Regions from separate parts of the Sus scrofa genome. Here regions 1 and 2 are each linked to region 3. A link is a contact called in public HiChIP or PLAC-seq data. All regions are on one chromosome and are shown on one strand. Each heading gives the region's core, a stretch centred on a gene start, on an enhancer-like site or on the middle of the called end of the contact. The rest is flanking DNA. Distances are from core to core; before and after follow the strand shown.

Region 1 (3,602 bases), core at 594-3,093, 220 kb after region 3:
AAAGGACTGGGAGAGTGAAGGAATCTCAGGGTCTGCTTCCAGCTTTTCCTTATATTGGATGTATTTCACATGTAAGATGGTGGTAGTATAGTACTTAATTCTTAGAACTGTTGCACGGATGAATCACAGCTTCCTTCTGAGCCCCAGTTTCTCTTGTTATAAAAAGGGGATAGTGATTTTTTTGTAATGTGACTCAGAAGTAGGTGGCGAAGGCAGACACAGGAACAGCTTTCATTTATTGGAAGAGAGCTGTTAGGTTATATTTTTCTCTAAGGTGGCTGCTCAATTATTATTTGAAAGTTCCCAGAGACCTTATATAATTTTCTCATTAAGATATATTATTATTAGGACATAACCTTAGGTAAGGTGAGATTGCCTTATAATTCTTTTTTTTATATAGAGGAATATATTGGTTCTTTGCAGATATCTGCTATGCAACAGAATGTCATAGGATCAGGTATACTAGGCTCTATTCTTCTTCAGTGGAGGGATGTTATATAAGTCCATTAGTGAAATTTAAAGAAATTTTACCCAGACCAAGAATGACGAAGAATAATGCACCCATTTTTTTTTAATGCACCCATCTTTCCATAGGAAAACACACACACACACACACAGATTTTGAAAGAAAAAGATGAGAAAAATCTTGAATTTAAGGACTGAGGGTGTTTCGGAATCAACAGTAATAGGAACTAACATTTATTGAGTAACTTCCATGGGCTAGTTCCTTTGCAAAATTATCTCCAATCTTTGCAACAATCAGCAAGGCAGGCATCAGAAAATCGAGGTTCCTAAATATTATATAACTTGCCCAGGATCATAAAATTAAACACAACAGAGCTGGAATTGGTGCCTCTGCCAGGATCTGTCTGCCACCAAAGACCCTGCTCATTCTACTACATACTTAATGATAAAATCATGTATTTGGAAAAACTGGGGACCAGAGGATTTGAACAATTTCTCTTTCCCTCTTTTCCCTCTGAGAGCCTTTCTTTTGTTTTTGGTTCTGATGTTTTCACCCTAGAGTTTGAGTGGGATCGAATATAGGGTACCTGTAAAGAGAATGATTCCACAGCCCCCACAATATAACAATTTCTTTCCTTTAGAGCCTTACCTGGGATGTGGAAGGGACTGGGGATGGATGAGCGGAGTGGGGGTGGGGGTGGGGGTGGGGGAGTGTGTTAGAATATGGATTGTTTTTCTCTTAATTTTAGATTGTTTATAAATTTCAGGACAACTCGTTTATTTTCTTCTCTTGCTTGTCTTATTATTATTAATTTGTTCTATTTTGGGGGAGGTTGGGTGTTAAGGGTTTGGTATCTGTTGGGAATTCCTGAAATGATTTGCCAATAGATCCAAAAAAAAGTTAAGGTCAAAGACAATTCCTTCATCTGTTTCAGGAAAGGATGCGTGGGGGGGGGGGTTGATTCTGGGTCACCCTTCTTACATCCAGACGCACTGAACGGATTACAAAGGCTACCCCTTGAATCTCGAGAGGTGAAATCCAGGAGATTCCCCTCACATCCCTGCTCTCAGGTGAAGGTCCGAGTGAGAGGAACGTTCACGTACCTTCTGGAGAGAAGGAAAAGGTGTAAAGATGCTCATGGCCTGAGGCCTAGGGAGTGGGGAGGAGACCCACTAAGGTCGGTGGGGACCGAGGGGCTTCCGGGGGGCGTCGTCGGGGGCGGTCCGGCGGCCCCAGGGCGACGCAGGGAGCCCGGGGCCCCCGCCATCCCCAGGCCGCGCTCCCTCGCGTTCCCTGCGGCTCGTGCCCGGGCGGCCGCCGCAGTCCCGGCGCCGTAGCCGGGCGTGGGGTCCAGGGGGCGCTGTGGCCCAGCGGCGCCGGCGGCAGGAGCGGCCACGGCGACGCTGGAGGCTTCGCCGAGGATCCCCGCCTGCAGCACCTCGGTCGTCCCGCTGCAGCCTCGCACCCCCCGCCCGGCTCAGCGGCGCTCCTGCGGGATCCGCGTGGCTGCGGCGGCCCGGGAGCCCGATGAGGCTCGGCGGGCGCTGGGCCTCAGCACCAGCGGCGACCACAGCCCCTTCAGGAGTGGGAGGCTTCGCGGCGGCGGCGGCGGCGGCGCCTGGGGCCGGGCGGGTGCCCTCCGGAGGAGGCTGTGGGCTCAGGGACGACCCCCCGGCCATGCTGAGGCGGCGGCGGCCGCTGCTCGAGGTGAGTGTGACGCGGCGTCGCGCGGTCCCGGGCTCGCTGGCCTTTGGCCGCCCGGGGAGGGCCCTGGCGGCGAGACCTCGGGCCGGGCGGACGGGGCGTCCTGCCGCTGCGGCCGCCTCCCCCACCCAGGCTCGGGGGCCTCAGCCCTTCCTCCCCGCGTCCCCCGGGGGGCTGGAGGCGCGTGGGGGACGAGTAGGCCCCGCGTCGCCGGGAAGCCCTTGCCCCGGCCTGGGCTCCGGGGCGGCCGCGTCTGTGGAGAGCGGGGCTGGCAGGGTCCCTGGCACCCTTCGGGTTGGCCGCGGGCCCGGGCCGAGCGCAGCCTCTTACCCTGGGCCCCGCACGTACATCCCGGAGGGAGGCAGAGGACGCCTGTTTGCAAACAGCCTGGGCTTCTCGCGCCCCAGGCTCAGTCCCGAAGAGTCCCGGGGGTCGGGGGCGGGAGGGTGAGAAAGCCGGTGCGGAAAGCGCGGGGCCCTGGAAGCCCTTGGAACTCCCTGGAGTGTCATTCACCCATCCGACTGGCTTGAAAACAACCTTTTGCGTCTTCTTTGAGGTGAAATTTCATCACCTACCGGCAGCTCATCTCTGCTGCTTCTGTTACCTTTTGCTTCTAAGCGTGGTCTGCCTCGGAGAAAGCCCCATTCCAGCTTTGAGATGTTAACGTCTCCCAGATAATACTCAAAATTAGAAAAACATCTTTTTTAAAAAAACAAAGGTCTGTTCCCCCCATCACCCCTCCCCCCCGTAAGAGTGTGAGTATTGTAATGCCTTAGTCCGTGGTTCAAAATTGTCCCCCTAAATAGATCCATAGGATGGATGACAAGAGGATTTTAAAAAGTCATGCTAACTATCCCAGTAACAGAGACCTGATGGAAATAGGACATATTCTAGATTTTAGTAATTAAGTGATTTATTTTGGTATTAATATAAAAAAAAGTTGGTGATCACGGTTTGATACCATTAAGTCAGCCCTTTGGGTATTTATGATAAATGTGGTTCAGGTTATTCTTGTTTTCCTATAATGTATGTGAAGTATGGAGGATTATTAAGTACTTATAAAACTTTTATAATCCTGAAAATATATGTTTATTGTAGAAAATTTGAAAAGTACAGAGAAGTACTGTGCTGACCCTCAGTAAATGTTTAATAATAGGGGAAAAGTCACCCATCATCTTACAGAACGTTTTGGTCACTTAAAGTTTAAAATGGCTTGTATTACTGGTGATTTTTAAATTATTATCTCTGTATTAGCTTCAGAGTTAACTGTTCCATTTTACTGTTTAACATCCAGTCATTTGTATAAAAATGTTTTGCTAAATTACGTTGCAGTCATAGTTGAATTTATTAGCTACTACCTAAAAGACCCCTGATTTACCTCCTGTGCAGCTTCAGTTTTAAGGAGGTTTTGTGTATTGAACTTTTTTTTTTG
Region 2 (3,723 bases), core at 1,122-3,621, 140 kb after region 3:
CTGAGCTGTCCCTCCGGAGAAATTTGCGAAGATCCTCCAAGCTCCATTTCTTCATTTTCTCTAGTCTCAAATTATGCTCAAGATCTGGCACAGGCATTCAGGAAAGTATGAGTGAATTAGCCCCAACAGCACAAGTACCAGACATTAACAAAATCTGCAGAACTTTAGATTACTCTTCCCAAGGTGTAGAGGTGAGACAAGGAACCGTGGTTTTTCCCCACCAGTCCTGGTTAGTGCAAGCTCTGGCTCAGATACTGCAGAAACATGTTGGCTAGTTGAGGCAGGTTCTCATTGTTGGGATGCATTTTGGTGTAGGAAATAAACTGGCGACGGAGGCGACTCAGTTCTGCCATGGTCAAGGGCCGGGTAAACCGGAGGTGCTCTGTGGTGCCAGGAAGCTTAAGCAAGTCTCCGGGGACTGCGCTCTTCTGTGCTTCCATCAGTCCTGCCAACACCTGGCTAGTGACCTGGTCCAACTGGTGCAAAAAGCTGCCAGAGGCAAGTGGCTGGGACTGTGTAGACTGATGGGGTGGAGGAGCCCGGTTCTCAAAGAGGGCAGCCCTGATCTCTGCCAAGGGCAACGGCTCCTCTAAGCCCACCAAAGTGAACAGGGGCCGGTCCCAGCGGTTCCGAGAGTCGGGAGCTTCGAAGCGCAGCGCCAGAGCCTCCAGAAGTTCGGGAGGGTAAAAAACACCGGACACATGCTTTGCAGGTTTCTCGGATTCCGTATTCAAGACAGCTAGAAAATCTGACGCCCCGATTTCCTTCTGCTCTGGTTCCTTAAGTACATCTGTCTGGCGTCTCCCGTTGACTACGGAGTCCACTGCCTGCGGTTCCCCGAGAACACTGGTGTCCGCCGGCAGAGGTCTCCCTCCCTCCTCAGCGCGCGGTCTCCAACTCACACTGACGTTCAGGCTCCGATTCTCCTCTACGCCGGCCACCCGCGGTCCTCTGCCCAAACCACCTGGCCGCACGCAGTAGACCACGCACAGCGTGGTGCGCGCCGCCCGAGCCAGGCAATACAGCTCGTAGCGGAAGCCCTTGATGTAGTTAAGCGAGTCGATAATGACCACGTCGTGGCGACTCAAGCGCCGCTCCACGGCAGCTCGCAGGGCCCCACGCAAGGCCTTCTCACGGGCCGAATCGCCGTACACTGTCGCGTCCTCCGCGCCCAGCACCGCCGCTTCGTCCACCACGTATACCGCGCGGCCCTCGGCCGCCAGGGCGCGGCGGAGCTCTTCCGCGCGCCGGCTCTTGCCGGTGTACGGCAGTCCGCAAAACACCACGAGGGGCATCGTCCCAGGAGGCGGCCATGTGCAATTGCGCCGTCAACTTCCGGGTTGCCCGAGTTTCCGACGCAAAACGGAAATGCAAACTGCACTTCCTGCCTCCCACGACTCTTACAGGACCTCTTGTTGCTATGGAAACAGGAATTCTGGCCAACTAGAGCTAGGTCCCGGTCTCTCTGAAAGGAGAGGGAGCTTAGAATGGCTTCCGTTATTTATATAAAATATTACAAGTCTCAGAAGAATGTGATCTCTCAGTGGTCGAGGACTAGGTCCATCCATTTACAATGGGGCCTTAAAGAGCATTAAATATTGCAAAACCATTAGCACTAAGCACATAGAAGGCAGTTCACAAATGCTAATTCCCTTTCATTCCTTACAGCCTGTACACGCAGTAACTGTTTTTCGATAACCACTTCAATCATTAAACATCTTCATGATTGGGGATTTAGAAATGAACATAAAACAGTTCCCCCATAGGAGGCCAAAGGTCTGCATGGGAAAAATCAGGTACCTACTAGCAGAATAATATACACGCTAATGGATAGAGGTAGGTTGAGGTGTAAAAGAGAAAAACAAACTGCCCACAGATATTACTGAAGACTTTACCTAGGAATAGTCCTATTTCTTCTGGGTAAGGTTACCAGATAAAGTATAGGATACCTAGTTAAATCTGTATTTCAGATAATCAACAAAAAATGTTTTAAAAATAAGTATGTCTCAGAGTTACCACTGTGGCGCAACAGGGATTTGCAGCATATTTGCAGTGCTAGGACACAGACTGGATGCCTGGCACAGTGGGTTAAAAGATTCATGTAGGGAGTTCCCATTGTGGCTCAGCAGAAATGAATCTGTCTAGGAACCATAAGGTTGAGGGTTCAATCCCTGGCCTCGGTCAGTGGGTTAAGGATCTGGCATTGCCGTTAGCTGTGGTGTAGGTCACAGATGCGGCGTGAATCTGGCATTGCTGTGGCTCTGGCTTAGGCCAGCAGCAACAGCTCCGATTCAACCCCTAGCCCGGGAACCTCCATATGCTGCGGTGTGGCTCTAAAAAGACAAAAGACCAAAAAAAAAAAAAAAAAAAAAAAAAAAATCCAGTGTTGTTGCAGCTGCCACATAGGCAGATCTGATCACTGGCCAGGGAACTCCATATGCCCAGTGGAGGTGCCAAAAGAAAAAGAAAAAAAAAAAAAATCAATATATAAAAACAAGTGTGGGAGTTCCCGTCGTGGCGCAATGGTTAATGAATCCGACTAGGAACCATGAGGTTGTGGGTTTGGTCCCTGCCCTTGCTCAGCGGGTTAACGATCCGGTGTTGCCTGAGCTGTGGTGTAGGTTTCAGACTCGGCTTGGATCTGGCATTGCTGTGGCTCTGGTGTAGGCCAGTGGCTACAGCTCTGATTCGACCCCTAGCCTGGGAACCTCCATATGCCGCGGGAGCGGCCCAAAGAAATAGCAAAAAGACAAAAAACAAAAACAAAAAACAAACAAGTATGTCTCAAATATTGCTTGAGCATAATTAGAATTACTTATTGCTTACCTAAAATTCAGTAACTGGGCATCCTTTACTTTTACTTGCTAAATCTGGCAACCTTACTTCTGCAGAAGTAATGAGACTCAGCCATGAAGCTCTGTTCTGAGAAAAGCAAGCACTCTAGCTTGGTAGACACAGAAATATGAGTGTTTCTGTGCAAGTACGTGTGTGTGTATAAAATGCACATATATTGGGTCTCTGTATCTCTCCAATACAGTAGAGTAGAATGTTCAAGTCTTTTTTTTTTTTTGCTTTTTAGGGCCGCACCCACAGTATGTAGATGTTCCCAGACCAGGGGTCGAATTGGAGCTTCAGCGGCCAGCCTATGCCACAGCCACAGCAGTGTGGGATCTGAGCTGCATCTGCAACCTATACTACAGCTCACAGCAACAGCAGATCCTTAACCCCTGAGTGAGGCCAGGGATTGAACCCACATCCTCATGTATACTAGTCAGGTTCATAACCTGCTGAGCCACAAGAGGAACTCTGAGTATGCTCAAGTCTTGGCTTCGCCACTTACTAGCTATGTAAACTACTGTCAAGTTACTTGACTATTCTGTATCTCAGTTTTCTCTCCTGTGAAATAATAATGGTTTTTATTTCACAGGCTAAACCAACCTCATACACAGGTTTTGAAGATAAAAAAATTAATGAATGTAAAGCACATAGATCAGTGTTTAGCCTTTCCTCCCCCGCTCTGCCTTTTCCTCCTCCATCAAATCAGTTTTCTGTGCATATATTAAACCTACATGGAACTTAAGATCATTCAACTTGGGAGTATTAGGCAGCATGGTTTACTGGTGAAGTGTAGGCTCTGAAGCCAGGGTGCCTGGGTCTGAATCAAATTAGCTGTGTGATCTTAGGTAAGTTATTTAACTGCTCTGTGCTTTAGTTTTCTCATCT
Region 3 (3,468 bases), core at 599-3,098:
TTGTGAATTGTTAATCTCTTTTTATCAAGGTCCAAATTGCTCATTACATCATTACTAATATAATGTCTTTGATAAGAGAAAATTTGGCCCATCCATAAAGATCTGCAGCCAGGGAAGAATAGTACAGAGTTGTAAACTGTTAATCTCTAGTAAGAAAAAATTAGGTCTGTCTTCAACTTGGGGCTAAATCACTTCTTTCTAGACCTTAGTTTCAGTCATCTGCCTATTGAGGGTGGTAGGGAATGAAAAAGATTATCTTTAAGGTTCTTTCCTGCTCTAACACTGTAGGGGCTTATAACAAATTAAAACCTAGAAAGAATCCTTTAGCTTTCAACTCAATATGAGTAAGAACTTTATAAAAAAAATCAGTAAATGGTGCACTGGAGTTAGTGTCAGATGGACACCGTGTTCATACCAGCTCTGTTATTATTTAGCTATGTAATTCTGAGCAAGAAGCAAACCCTCTGGATCTCAATTTCCTCAACTTGTAAAATGAAGCTAAGCAATATGATCTCTCTTTAAAATAATTATAGTCATGACATTCTATGGAATAGGCTACCTGCGAAGAATATACTCAGGTGGGGATTGAGCCTCCAGATATTAGAGATGTTTAGAGGATTATGATACAAACCAAAAGTTGAGAATTGCGGGATGAGAGGAAACCTTACAAATCTTCTATGATTCACCCAACTGAGACTCAAGCCCTCTCTAATATATTCTTGGAAGATGTCACCCAACCATTCGAGCATTGAGAAAAAAACCATGGAAGTAAGTCACTTCATTTCAGGCCAACTCTGATGCCTAAGTTCTTTTACTGAAGCCACATGACCCTCCAGTAACTTCCACCCATTAGTTTTACCCCTCTTTCATCTACGGGCACCTGGAATGTTTGTGGATAATGATAGTATTTCCCTTAAATATCCCCTCCAAAATTAAAATCTCCAGCTCCTTGAACCTTTCCTCATAATACCAATACCCCACCCCACCCCCCGCCCATCCAGCCTGCTTTCCTCAGAGAAACCTCCATTCTTGCTTTAGCGAGTATCAAAATTATTCCAACAACCCTGCCCATTCTGACATCCAGATTCCTTGTGGAACCCAAGTTTTCCCCCTCGTCCAGCTCACACATCACGGAAGCCTCTAACTGCTCTTGACACCTCCATCCAAGGAAGCTTTGGGGCTGGGAATGTGCCCCTGGTGCTCCTTCGGAAGATTCGGAGACAAGAAGAGACCACAGCGGCCACTCTGAGGCCCTCGCCCTGCTTTCCTCCCTGGTCTAAGCCTCCTCCCTCACCGGTATTGCTTGGGGTCGCTGGGAGACTTGACGATCTCAGGGTCTCCGGCATTACTGACAGGCACCCTCCGTCCCTCCTCCTCAGATTCGTCGGCTCCCAGACGGGCAACCCGGCCGCTCTCGCCCAAATCCTGTCCATTGGGCTGCAGGTCAGGGCAGCTGCAGGTAGACTTCGCCTTGTTCCTTCCAGGCATGGTCAGAGTAGGAAAGGGTCTGGCAGCCGCGGAGTCTTCGCACCGACCCCGCGCTTCTACTCTCCACAGCGCCGCGAGCTCCCGCCCGGCCTCACACCACAACTTCCTCCCGGTGGCACTGACTGCAGCAACCGTGACTCTCCTCAACATTCACCACCAAGCCGGAGTAATGGGCATCCCGCTCCCTAGGGCCCTCCTCCTCCTCCTACTTCTCCAGCCGCTCCTCCTCCTCCGCGTTCCAGAGGCGGTGGCGGCCGGCGCTGGTGCTGCCGCAGCCGCCGGGGAGGACAGGCCTGAACCCCTCCCCCAATCCGGTCTCCCCCAAGCCAACTTCCCTCATCCCCCCCACCCTCCCGCCGTCGATGACGCAACTGACTTTAGCCAATAACAAGGCAAGATAGAAGTCATGTGCATGTGATCAACCAATGGGAACAAGGAATAAAAAAGAACCAAAGAGACCGGGCCGGCATCTCGCAGCACGCAGAGAGCTCTTCGGGACACGGAGTGGGCGGGGCGAGAGAAAAGAGGCGGAGAGAGGGACGCGGAGGACGACGGGAGAACGGCGCCTGGGAGGCTGCGCAGCGTTTATGACGGAAGAGGGGAGGTGGCTTGAGGTAGCAGCTGAATAGTGCTCCACCGCTCCGAGAGAAATATTCCCCGGATGAGAAAACCGCTAAGCGAGTGGAGAAAATTAATTTCCAGGCTTCCCCTCCCCTCACTCATGTCGTATTTTGCGTATCATGCCCCTCAGACCTGGGTGGAGTTTTGGCCGTGACTCGGCACGTAAAAAGCAGAACGCCGGAAGTGTTTTTCTGCAGCCGGATGGAAGCTGCGTGGGAGTGGAGCTGAGCGGAACCGGAGAAATAGCCGCCGTGCTTCTCCTCCTTACAGCTTGCTAGACCGTCGTGCACTTCGCCTAAGTGTTTAAAAGACCGGTGTAAATGTGTTCACTCTTCTATGCGAAAACATTTTGAGCTTCCCCCAGAGACTAGAGTCCACAGTTAGTGTTAGCCAACTTTCGCTGAGCAGCCACCTCCTGTCCCTTAAGTCCGTTTCCCCAAGGTTTTTTCCTGCCTTCAGTGGCCGTTGGTGGGCAAGATGTGATTGAAACAGACGTACTTGGAAAATAAAAAGCAACTGATGTGGTACTAGGTGTGTGATTTACTAACCTTGGCATAAGCAGTTGTAGCACACAAAAGGAAGAAACATGGTGAATGCAGAAGCACTTGAAGCAGAGATATCTTGATGATTGTTTTAGGTCTTTACATTTTTCTAGGCCTCCCCAGCTCCAGATATAGGGAAGACAATCATGAACAAAACAAAATTTGTTGCCTTCTTGGAGCATGCATTCAAATGGGGAGAAACAGAATAAAATAATTTTTAAAAAGTGAATGCTAAGGGAGTTCCCTTCATGGCTCAGGGGAAACGGAATCTGACTAGTATCCATGAGGACGCAGGTTCACTCCCTGGCCTTGCTCAGTGGGTTAAGGATCCACTGTTGCTGTGAGCTGTGGTGTAGGTCTCAGATATGGCTGGGATCTGGTGTTGCTGTGGCTCTGGTGTAGGCCCGCAGCTACAGTTTCAATTCGACCTGTAGCCTGGAAACCTCCGTGGGTGCAGCCCTAAAAAGGCAAAAAGGGCGGAGGTGGGAATGCTAAGACAAGAAATGATGATGGATAGGAAAATAAAGAGTTGGGAAGGAGAAGCCCAAGGAATCAGAAAAGAAATGGTAAAATCTGGAGTTCCTATAGTGGCTCAGCAGTAACGAACCCAACCGGTATCCGTGAAGACTCAGGTTCGATCTCTGGCCTGAATCAGTGGGTTAAGTATCTTGCGTTGCCTTGAGCTGTGGTGTAGGTCACAGGTGCGCTCTCAGATTGGCCATTGTTGTGGCTGTGGTGTAGAATAGGCTGGTGGCTGCAGCTCTGATTCGACCCCTAGCCTGGGAACTTTCATTTGCCGTGGATGCAGGTCTAAATA

What was found. HiChIP or PLAC-seq counts read pairs in DNA pulled down with a chosen protein or histone mark.
Region 1: an H3K27ac HiChIP or PLAC-seq map of alveolar macrophages shows a contact between it and region 3. The contact joins the promoter of ZFYVE9 here to the promoter of NRDC in region 3. A contact is called at or near these places in 1 of 5 promoter capture datasets (liver), 12 of 47 Hi-C or Micro-C datasets (alveolar macrophages, embryonic fibroblasts, fetal liver and 8 more) and 1 of 2 datasets of contacts at active chromatin or transcription factors (alveolar macrophages).
Region 2: an H3K27ac HiChIP or PLAC-seq map of alveolar macrophages shows a contact between it and region 3. The contact joins the promoter of KTI12 here to the promoter of NRDC in region 3. A contact is called at or near these places in 2 of 5 promoter capture datasets (fetal liver and liver), 3 of 47 Hi-C or Micro-C datasets (epiblast stem cells and liver) and 2 of 2 datasets of contacts at active chromatin or transcription factors (alveolar macrophages and skeletal muscle).

Annotation. Positions count from the first base shown.
Region 1 is chr6:160,072,716-160,076,317 of Sscrofa11.1, reverse strand. It overlaps ZFYVE9 (zinc finger FYVE domain-containing protein 9), which reads left to right and starts at 1,843. Exons shown (of 18, transcript XM_021096648.1): 1 at 1,843-2,173. It also overlaps the pseudogene LOC110261408.
Region 2 is chr6:160,153,562-160,157,284 of Sscrofa11.1, reverse strand. KTI12 (protein KTI12 homolog) reads right to left here and starts at 2,371. Exons shown (of 1, transcript XM_021096660.1): 1 at 1-2,371. The coding sequence starts at 1,295. The coding sequence ends at 231. All of the region lies in intron 3 of TXNDC12 (thioredoxin domain-containing protein 12), which reads right to left.
Region 3 is chr6:160,297,481-160,300,948 of Sscrofa11.1, reverse strand. It overlaps NRDC (nardilysin), which reads right to left and starts at 1,848. Exons shown (of 31, transcript XM_003127978.6): 1 at 1,295-1,848. The coding sequence starts at 1,638.